Regions from separate parts of the Sus scrofa genome. Here region 1 is linked to region 2. The links are chromatin contacts, called in public Hi-C maps. All regions are on one chromosome and are shown on one strand. The core of a region is the stretch at or near the end of the contact, and the rest is flanking DNA. Distances in the headings are between cores, read along the strand shown.

The links. Hi-C and Micro-C count contacts between places; a contact is called where the count stands out from the background.
Region 1: a Hi-C map of blood shows a contact between it and region 2, with 5 times the contacts expected there. The contact joins two enhancer-like sites. A contact is called at or near these places in 7 of 47 Hi-C or Micro-C datasets (alveolar macrophages, blood, fetal skeletal muscle and 1 more) and 1 of 2 datasets of contacts at active chromatin or transcription factors (alveolar macrophages).

Annotation. Positions count from the first base shown.
Region 1 is chr2:123,186,818-123,192,269 of Sscrofa11.1, reverse strand. It overlaps a transcript of TNFAIP8 not described here. Among named protein-coding and RNA genes, the nearest start is that of TNFAIP8, 54 kb to the left of the region's middle. Within about 2 kb of position 1,734, at least 11 of the 83 cell types and tissues checked have an H3K27ac peak or open chromatin away from gene starts, as enhancers often do.
Region 2 is chr2:123,153,805-123,158,821 of Sscrofa11.1, reverse strand. It overlaps a transcript of TNFAIP8 not described here. Among named protein-coding and RNA genes, the nearest start is that of TNFAIP8, 87 kb to the left of the region's middle. Within about 2 kb of position 2,976, at least 5 of the 83 cell types and tissues checked have an H3K27ac peak or open chromatin away from gene starts, as enhancers often do.

The sequences.
Region 1 (5,452 bases), core at 485-2,984, 35 kb before region 2:
CATCAGCTTTAATACTAGGCTGTAGCCCAGACCAGGTCGGGTTCTCTGCCTTCCCCAAGTGTTCTGGGAACCGTCATTCCCTCCACTGTGGAGAGTTGTTCTGGAGCCCTCTAGGGGGCGCTACAGGCCTTGCCCTACAGCCTTGTGCCTTCCCCAGTAAGGCTCCCTGGCTGGGGTTCCTGTCCTGGGGGGAAGTTCAGTTTTGAGAATAAGGCCCCGGCTCCCTCCGCTAGCTCAGGGCCTCCCAGGGCGAGCCCCCTGTCTTTCTAGTCTTGACACAGTGCCCACCAGAAACGTGCCAGCTCCAGTGCCCATGGCAGCATCTCGTGGGGGAGGGGCACTGAGGAAACACCCAAACCCAGCAAAGTCACCTGAGTTCTGAGAGCTACAAGTAGCCTCAGTGCAGTTAGTGATGTCTGTCACCCTGAAATCCATCTCCTTGGGGAAGGAGAAGTGGAAAGATGGGTGGAGACAGGGAAAGCAAGAGCCACTTGATGAAATTCTAGGTGCCAGGTATTTTTTTTCACATTATCCCAATTAAGCCTCTCACCCCCTTGTGTGCCTGATTTTATTTCTTCCCATTTTCAGTGGGAAATCAGTGGCTTAAAAGAAGTAATGGAAGTTACCTTTGTGATTCAGCAGTAATGAACTCAACTAGTATCTAGGAGGATGTGGGTTTGATCCCTGGCCTGCTTAACAGGTTAAGAATCAGATTCTGCCGTGAGCTGTGTTGTAGGTCACAGAGGCCACTCGGTTCTCACATTGCTGTAGCTGTGGCATAGCCTGGAAGATGTAGGTCCGATTCGACCCCTGGCCAGGGAACTTTCATATACCACAGGTGTGGCCCTAAAAAGCCAAAAAAAAAAAAAAAGGTGAAGTAGCTCAACTCTCCAAGACATCACACCTGGGAAGCATTAGACTGAAGTTCACATAATGGTCTGCCCTCGATTCCTCGGGCCCACACCTAACTGCCATTAGCAGGAGAGCGGAATTTTCCAACCTGAGGCCCACACACCCCCTGCAGCCCCTGAGTGGGCCCTCAGGCATCAGAATGCCCTGAGACTGGGGCGCTGTGTGTGCCTTTTGAGGGAGGGTCACTCCAGACATCCCCACACTTGGTCTCATTGCTCCTCCCATAGTGTGAATCCTGACCTTCAAACACGTGTAAAACTTCCCACCTTGCTCTCACCCTCTTTCCTCTACTGTTCTTTTCCTTGGTCTGGGGAGCCATCATGCGAACATACTATTCATTCATTCTTTCATTCAAATTTTTTTGGCCATGCCTGTGTCATGTAAAATTTCCCAGACCAGGCAGAGAGCCAACCCATGCCACAGCAGTGATAATACTGCATCCTTAACCACTAGGCCACCAGGGAACTCCTTAACATATTTAAATAACAACTGTTGGAAGTGAATGACTTCCAGAGAATATGCTGGAGTGAACCACGGCTGTCCTAGGTTACCAAGCCTTGCGCCCCTCAAGCTTTCGTCAGACGCTCGGAAGGATCCATAACCAAAAAAAAAAAAAAAAAAAAAAAAGGTGGAAACTAGTGAGGAGCACCCCCACAGTCTTTTTTTTCCTGTAAGAAATGAAAACAAAACATACTTCTAAACAGATCTCTGTGTGTTGTCAGGTCATCCATTCAGAGACAGGGGCACCCACAGATGTAGGACACACCGCATCTTGGTCCAATAAAGTTATTGTGTGCCACTCAGGTTGAGCAAGGTGAATACTAGTGTGTGTTACAGGAGCTTTTAATACAGAGGAAGGAAGTTGTGGTTTATGCAGAGGAGGAAACTGCAGAAGAGGTCTTTGATCTTGGTATTTCAAAAAAAAAAAGCAACTGAAAAGGTAAATAACTGTCACCTTCAATACCAGTTGACAGTTAACAAGAAACAGTTTCAGCAATTTCATTACACACATGCACAACGGCTTTTGCTTTTTAGCTTAGGTACCCTGCCAGTGCACTGCTGGAACAGTCTTCAGAAAAGACCAAAAAAGCCAAGACAGCCAAGAACATTTATTAAGTGCCAGCTGTTTAAGGCCTACTCGTAAGACCACCCCTGATGTAATGGAAGTTTTCGGTGCCAAGAGGCAGGAAAGTGCAGACTGCGAGATGTACTGCACATAAGCTGCTAAACTAAAAAATAAAAGCAGAAGAAGAGTGGTAGAGAGGAAAATACAGGAGATTTGTATTAATTAAACAGAAAGTGAGAAACAGGTGTGAGGGGCCAAACTCGCCAACGCCAGGCTCCTAGGAAATGACACAGACAGATCACCCTGAAAGAGTTTGCAGGCAGAAGACTGCGGGAACATCAGCAGGACAGGAGAACGGGCTGTCGTTTGCCCCAAAGCTGTCATTTCATGACTCAGGTGTGCCTTCAAGCCCTGCAATATTCACTTAATAATATTCTTTTACTGTTAATTATCAGTTGGGCAAGATCCACAAAATACCACATGTTCAGTCCTAAGTTTCCTCCTCTGGTAAAGAGGTTGGGATCAGCTTCTAAATTCTGTAATTCTAAGTGACATGGCATTAGTATCTCCCAAGGTGCTGTTTGTGACTTGAGTTTTCCTTGAAGAGGGGCTTTTTGGTAAGTGAATACTTGTTTTAAAAATTGCACATGCAGGAGTTCCCCTGCGGTGCTGTGGCTTAAAGGATCTGGCATTGCCGAAGCTGCAATGTAGGTGTCTCAGATTCAGTCCCTGGTCCGGGAACTTCCATATGCTGCGGGTGCAGCCAAAACATTTTTTTAAATAAATAAAATTACACAAGCAGACTGAAAGACAGTAGTAGTTGCTGATAGACAAATAGTGTGACTATAAGACTCTGGCTCGTTCCAAAGCTGCTTCAGTGGGAAAATAAAAACAACCGTATTTTCACATTAAATTAGAATAAGAATAATTTCCAAATATGCACATATGTACATACACATACATATACAGACACACTTACTAAAATACACTGTATTCTGAGTCCATTAATTATAACATACGAAATTTAATAGCAGGAGTTTTAGGGGAAGGACTACAACATTGCAATGCATCTCCAATTAGAAATGCTACAAAATGAAAAACAGCTGTCTTAGAATTGAAAGGCTATGGCGTGAATGGACAAAGATAGGTGCTTAACTAGCTGTATCTACGCACCCTTCCAGAAATTTTCTCAACAAGGGGCCCCAGCAGAAGCTGATCATTTGTGTTTTGGGCTCCTTCTCAACCTTGAAAACAGAGACACTAGTAAAAGAATTTTAGAAAAGTTGCACTAAAACAAGTGTTATGTGCATAGCTTTTGATCCAATAATTCTATTTCTAAAAAACTTATAAAAACTTATACTCCACTGTATAAAACCACTTATATGTAGTATCTAAAAAATACAGCTAGTGAATAAAATAAAAAAAGCAGACTTACAGATACAGAGAACAAACTAGTCATTACCAGTGGGAGAGGGAGAGAGAGGTGATATAGGAGGGTCGGGGGGGGAAAAAGGTTATTATGGGATTATATGAACTCATGTGTGTGAAACTTTTGGATATTGTAAAGCCCTAAAGAATTTAAAGAAGCTTTCATTCAATACAAAAATAAATAAATAAATAAAAAGAAATGTCTCAGTTCTAAGAGTAACATCCTATATTTTATTGACTATAAAATGAACATTTCTTCATATCTTAATGTCCGGAAAACTGATGTACAATCAGTGGCATCTTAGAGTCTATGAAATACAGTAGTATGATCCTATTTGTGAACATATATACGTGCTTGAATACGCAAAGAAATGTTCTGGAAAGTTACTTCTAACTGGAACATAGAACAAATGTTTTATGTTTTATTTTACTTGACCCTATAGTCTTTCTTAAGGTTTGTGGTATTTCCTTCAAGACTTCCAAATAAGAACCAAGCAAACCACATGGAAGTAGTTCCAGATTCCTAACAGGTAGTAGCTTGGACAACCAGTGGGAAAGGCTATTCCTTTTGGGAAAACCATCTCCATGAGATTTTTTCATTTTACAAAAAGCAAGTAAGCAAAAAACCAAAGCAAGGCCCAAAGAAAGGGAGATACTGAGGGGAGAAATTCCTAAAATGACTATCAAGAAGATGTATTTTCTCAGACATTCCATTTTCTTTTGCAAATCAGCTTAAGTTCTGCTCATAGAGTGAACCTACATCTGAGAGTTCACAGCACCAAAACTTATACTTGAAATGCCTCTTCCTCTGCAGTTTCAGTTTGGAGTTTATAGGTTTAAAATTTAAATTAATTTTAATTTTAATTTTTTGTCTTTAGGGCCACACCCACGGCCTGTGGAGGTTTCCAGACTAGGGGTCTAATCGGAGCTACAGCTGATGGCCTATATCACAGCCACAGAAATGCCAGATCTGAGCCACGTCTTCGACCTACACCACAGCTCACGGCATCACCAGATCCTTAACCAACTGAGGCCAGGGATGGAACCTGCATCCTCATGGATAGTAGTCAGATTCGTTTCTGCTGAGGCACCAAAATTTAAATTTGAAGATTAAATTTACATCAATCCTCCCTCTAAGCAATGTGGCATTATTTTTCTCTTTATATCAAGATAGAAGGCCTATTACATTGACTTACTTACCAATGATTTAATCATATGTCCTCTTTCAAAGATAGTTTTCACCTCACCCATCATTCCTTTGGACATTTCCTGGTACAGCACAGCTTAAAATACAGGGTTAGAATTTAGGAAAATGTATCACCTAAATCAATTCGTATTAAACAGAGATGTATTGATTTGTTTCCTGAGGCATCCAAAAGGGAAATCTGTGCTACAAGATTTATACAGAAGATCATTTGAAATAATTTCTAGGAGTTCCTGCTGTGGCACAGTGGATTAAAGATCTGACTGGAGTTCCCGTCGTGGCGCAGTGGTTAACGAATCCGACTAGGAACCATGAGGTTGAGGGTTCGGTCCCTGCCCTTGCTCAGTGGGTTAACGATCCGGCGTTGCCGTGAGCTGTGGTGTAGGTTGCAGACACGGCTCGGTGTAGGCCAGTGGCTACAGCTCCGATTCGACCCCTAGCCTGGGAACCTCCATATGCCGTGGGAGCGGCCCAAAGAAATAGCAAAAAAAAAAAGATCTGACTGAGGCAGCTCAGATCACTCAGAGGCATAGGTTCGGTCCCCGGCCCAGCACAGTAGGTTAAGGATCCAGCATTGTCACAGCTGTGGAACAGCTTACAGCAGCTGTTCAGATTCAATGTCTGGCCTGGGAACTTCCGTATGCCATGGGTGTGGCCAAATAAATCATCATCATAATAATTTCTAAGAGGATATTATCAATTTATTGAAAGGAAATGATTCCCTGAAGAGAAAACAGGGATATTTATGCTACTTCCATCTGAGAGAAGTGAGTTCATGTAATCACAGGCTTTGATTCCATAATATCATCAATAAGACGGTAACGGTGATGACTATGCATCAG
Region 2 (5,017 bases), core at 1,727-4,226:
AAAGCCGCTGGCATGCTGTACTCAGGGGCAGCAAACCTGGAGAATGGCTGGTTAGAGAAGAAGGCCGAGGCTCAGATCAGTCCACTTTCATCTTTGTTGATCCCTGGTCAAATATTTAAATCTAGAGGGGAAAAAAAGAGTGACTCTACTAAAATTAGTGCTAGGTAGCATCCGTGGCTGACCATAATTATTCATCATTTTCGAGGCCCCCATTAGAATGATACACTGAAAACTGACCAGAATTCAGAAATCAGGCAGAAAGTATCAAGTACTGACACAACTCAATAGGCAAAAAAAGCAAAAGGAGGAGGAACAGGAGGAAGAGGAAGTGGAGGAAGAGGGGGAGGGCTGGGGGGGAGCAGGAGGAAGTTACAGCAAGATGCCTACAAAGCAAAGTCCGTTTTCCGGTTCCCCCACTGACCACCATTACAAAATGAGAGGGGCACTTTCAGAACAGAAAAGCTTCCTGGAGGTACCAGGACCCAGCGCAGGGAAAACAAGCCCCACTCTACCCCCGTCAACTCCAGAGTCTCTGGCCTGGGGCCTCCTCTCAACAGGTGTCATTCCTGGAAAAAGGACACCAATCCCATGTCAGTGATCTACAAAGTGACATGAGGTGTCCTCCCAGTCAGCCGGCACACTCAGAAATGAGGTCAGCATGGCCAGTGACTCAGAGTCTAGATTGTGAATGGGTAACTGTAGATGAATGAGTGCTGAGCAGATTCCCTGGTGTCTCTGCTTCATGGCTTTCAATTCCTGGATCTACTTGTGGGACACCACTATTGGTTTTGGTTATTATTTTTTGCTCTTGACCTGGTTGTTGGTCAACATTTTTCCACCCAGTGAGGACCTACTTAAAAAACCACTGTTATTTCTTAGGATGGGTATACAGGTGTTTATCTTGTGCATGTTCATGTTAGTCTTCTTTAAACTTCAAAACTACTCTGTACTTTCAACAGATTTGCAATTTCCAGTGCCAAAAAAAAAAAAAGGAAAATAAGAACAAAAAACCCTACAGGTACCTGCTGCCTGAATAATCTTTATAGAACAAGACATTAAAACTAGTCTCCCAGGCTAAGGGTTTTCAATTTGCTGTGGATCAGTCATGAGGGGTGGGTAGAAATGCAGGTTCCCAGGCCCGGCTTTTGTGATGCTGCAGTAGGTAGAGTCCAAGAAGCTATACCTTTGGGGTCAGTCTTCCCAGGTGATTCTAACTTGCAGTCAGCTTGGGAGCCTTGGCCCCAGATGAGCCCTAAAAAAAATTGGCATGCTGCACAAGTTCCAAGTTTTATTTGGCAGATCACTTCTGCAGCTGCGAAGATCACAGCCTCCTCAAACCAGCCCACCTGGGGCACAGGGCCAGGACCCGTGGCATGGACGCCCAGCTTCCCCAGAAGGCTCCTTATCCACACAGAGTCTCTCACCTTGGCAAGAAGAGCAGCTGATCTTTTTGGGAGCCTTCAGTTGTTTCAGGTCATGAAAGCCACGGAGCAAAATGGCTAAGTGTGTGCAACACAGAGGCCATCACCAGACGCTGAGAGAGGGCTGAGCTCATCGCCTCTCCCAGGTACATGCTCTGTGAGTCACTGGGGGCCTATCACTGCACCCCAAGGCTGAAGGAATTCCATCATTAAGTCTAGACTGCTCTGCCCTTCTAGGGCAGTGAGAGTACTGAAACAAACACCAGCCATTTCCCAGAAAACGATCTCATCTTTATAAAGAGAAAAGAAAGGGGGAAAAGGGAGTTGTTTCCTGATCAGAGAGGGGTGGAATCAAGTACTGGACTTCTTTCTTGAAGGTCTGAGTCATCACAGACTGTTTCGAACTTTGCAATCTTTTGCCAACACAGTGCCTGCCATTTTTCTCAGAGGACGGTGGCATTTCTGCAGGAGTCCCTTGTAGCATCTCCACGTGCGTAACAGCCTGAAGACGACTCAGGAGCCCGAAGTGGTAAAGGATGCAGACAGTGGTGTCTTGAAATGACACCATCTTGAAATGACAGCGATTTGGCCAATCCAACAAAGTCACCCACTTGCTTCTGCACATTGAACAGGAGGAGAGGAACACCCTGCTTTAATCCACACAGCAACCCTATGACAGAAACATTATCCCCACTTCTCAGGTAAAGAAACAGGTTCAGAGCAGAATGTCCTAAGTCACACAGCCAATGGTGGCTGAGACATGACCAGCTGATTCCAGCAATATTATCTGAACCAACCACTTTTTGACCAAACTAAAAGTCATCTTTATTCCCAATGTTTAAGGAAACTACAAGTGGAATTTTGGACTTAATTCCACTCTCTGTTATTAAAAAAACAAATCCTGATTTGTTTATAAGTCATCTTGGGTTGCTCAAGTGGAACCCCACTCCTGTGACGTCTTGCCCCTTTTTTTGTTTCTTTTTTGATGGTGGGGTAGGGGATTCCTGCAAGCCTAGCTCTCAGTCACCTCCAGAGAAACATCATCATGTTGGTCTACAACCTCTTTCGCTCTATTTAAAAAAGCATAACCCTAGGAAAACAAACTTGTTGATGCCCATCTAGCTTTGTAGTTGGCTCTGAGTCTTTGCTACCTTGGTTCTGACCCATAAACACTTGCTTCTAGAGAAAAAGCAATTCCTCTCTAAAAGGATGGGTGGATGTTATTTGATTACTGTGGAGCATGTGACATTTTATAACAAGTTTCCTTAGGTAATTTCTAGGCCTGAGATGAAAAGCCAAGGAAACAAAATCATATGGAATTGGATTTATTGCAGTTACACCACTGGCTATTGAAAAAAGGCATCAGAAGAAAGGTGCTTATCTCAGTTTCTTATTATTGAGAAATAAAAATACTTTGAAAATAGTTCCTATACTGTCCTAAGCAAGTGCCTTTACTTTCCTTTGTGAAACTCAGAACTCTGAACCCATCTTTGCCACCAGCAATTTACATTTAGGGACCTGTTCTCACCAACAAAGATTTCTGTGCAAGTCCCAGGCTTCAATGGGAACATGAGAGAGTTGCACAGTGCCATGCGTATAGCAAGAGCTCAATAAATGCTGCTGCATGAATGAATGGTGCTCCTGCAAGCTAGCTGGAGGGGATGCACCTCCAAACGTGTATAACTTGTAAACAGCCAACGCTGCCATCTAAGGCTCATGGGCCAGATGATTCCTCAAGTACCACTTGCCTCTCACATTCTAGAATTATCTTGCCCCCACCTCTACCCCCAGAGCTCATTTCCTCCTAAGGCCAAAATGTAGAATGCAAACTGATGTTCACCTGATACTATTTGACCTCATTTAAATTTTGCAACAAGTTTCAGTAATTTTTTTTTTTTTTTTTTTTTTTTTTTTTTTTTTTTTTTTTTTAGCTCACAATGAAGCATCCACTTTTAGCTATTGAGAAGCACCACTGATGGACAAAGTCTAGAAACTGCATCGGCTCAGACCCTAGGGCCAAAGTCATCAAAACCAGAGACAGGAGAGCAGGAAGTAAAATGTTCTGCACATGGAAGCATAAATGTTGTTGGGGTGTTAAAAGCTTCTTTTCAGTGTTTGTTGAGTTCTCACTGTGTGCATTTGGTGCTAAATGCAGGATGTGGGCAGTGTGAGGAGAGTTGGGGTGATAAAAGCTAATCTGGCACTACTTCTCTTAAACTCTGTATAGCAGAGCTTACTGTCTCTGAGAATGCCATGTTGAGGTAAACCATCCCATTTTTATCCAGGTTGGCCCATGGGCATGTCCCCACTGCCCAAGCCAGGGCCCTTGGTGCTGGAGTTGCACTAATGTTCCCTTGCCTCCCTGAGAAAACAGGTGGTCTTTATTTGTTCACACCCACACTCCTCTGCCTCCTGGAGGTTACTCCATGCTCAACTCCCTCAATTTGTACCAGGCAAACACTGAGGGGGTGGAGAATGGACTATTCTTCTTGAAAGCCCTGCTCAGTTCTGACTGAGTACCAATGAAACCTCCAAGACATAAATGTTCCTTTCAAGGGCCTGATCCAAGCAGAAAAGGATTAATTGAATCAATTAAGTAGGAGGTCTCTCTAGTGCTCAGCACTATGGCAGCCTCAGCTCTAAGCACCAGCTATTTGAAGTTTCCCAAGTCATAAACCACCTAGAAATAAAACTGCTCCTCCCCCCACCCCACAGCATTTCCTAATGAGTACTGTTGGGTTGTAATCATTTCTCTCCACACGCCCTTTCCTCCAATTTCAACAGAATGAAGAACTGTAGAGAACCGGCCTCATAAAATAATCTTACTGCTGGCCCTTGCAGTGTGTGTGCTCGCCCTCAGTTTCTGCCATTCTGTTGGGATTCCAGAACAGTCTGCCCTCACAACACTCATTACACAGATGATAACTATATCTAGCAATATAGTCAGAAACAGAAAATTGAGACAGAAAGATAAGCAGATTTTCCAGCTCGTGCCACCCCTTTTCCCATTAAATTTAAACACATGAGAACAAAAGGCACAGTAAAGTTTCCCTTAGAGAAAAAAGTTTAAAGGACCATCTATGTAGGATCACTACCCTTAGGGAGGAACTTTCTTATATTCAGTAATTTCTAATGACTCTTAAATGAGGAGACAGTTTAAATGGATATAATGGTTAATAAGGCCCATGTCTGTTAACGCAAAGAGCTAATATCAAAAACTCAGTATCTAAATTATTCATATTTTACAGGGACGTAGATGGCAGTCCACTTGCCTATTATTTACTCAAGATAGATGGAAAACTCAAAAAGTGAGCAAAGAGTGGAAGAGGCAAGTGATGTGTATGGAGGGGAACTAGCATTCACAAAAAAAAATTTACAAAAAAACCCTTCTGTATTACCAGCTAGAATATTAACAATAATTTGCTGACTTAACGCCCCATGACAGATCTAATTAGAAGGTGGCAATAAATGTTTCCAGGTGTTTAATTAAGTGTGATAATTATTTCTTTCCTTAAAGACAGATGGAGTCATATGTTTACATTTCAAAGCATAATGTTTCCTTAGTTAAAACCATGTGGAAATGTAACACAGGATTG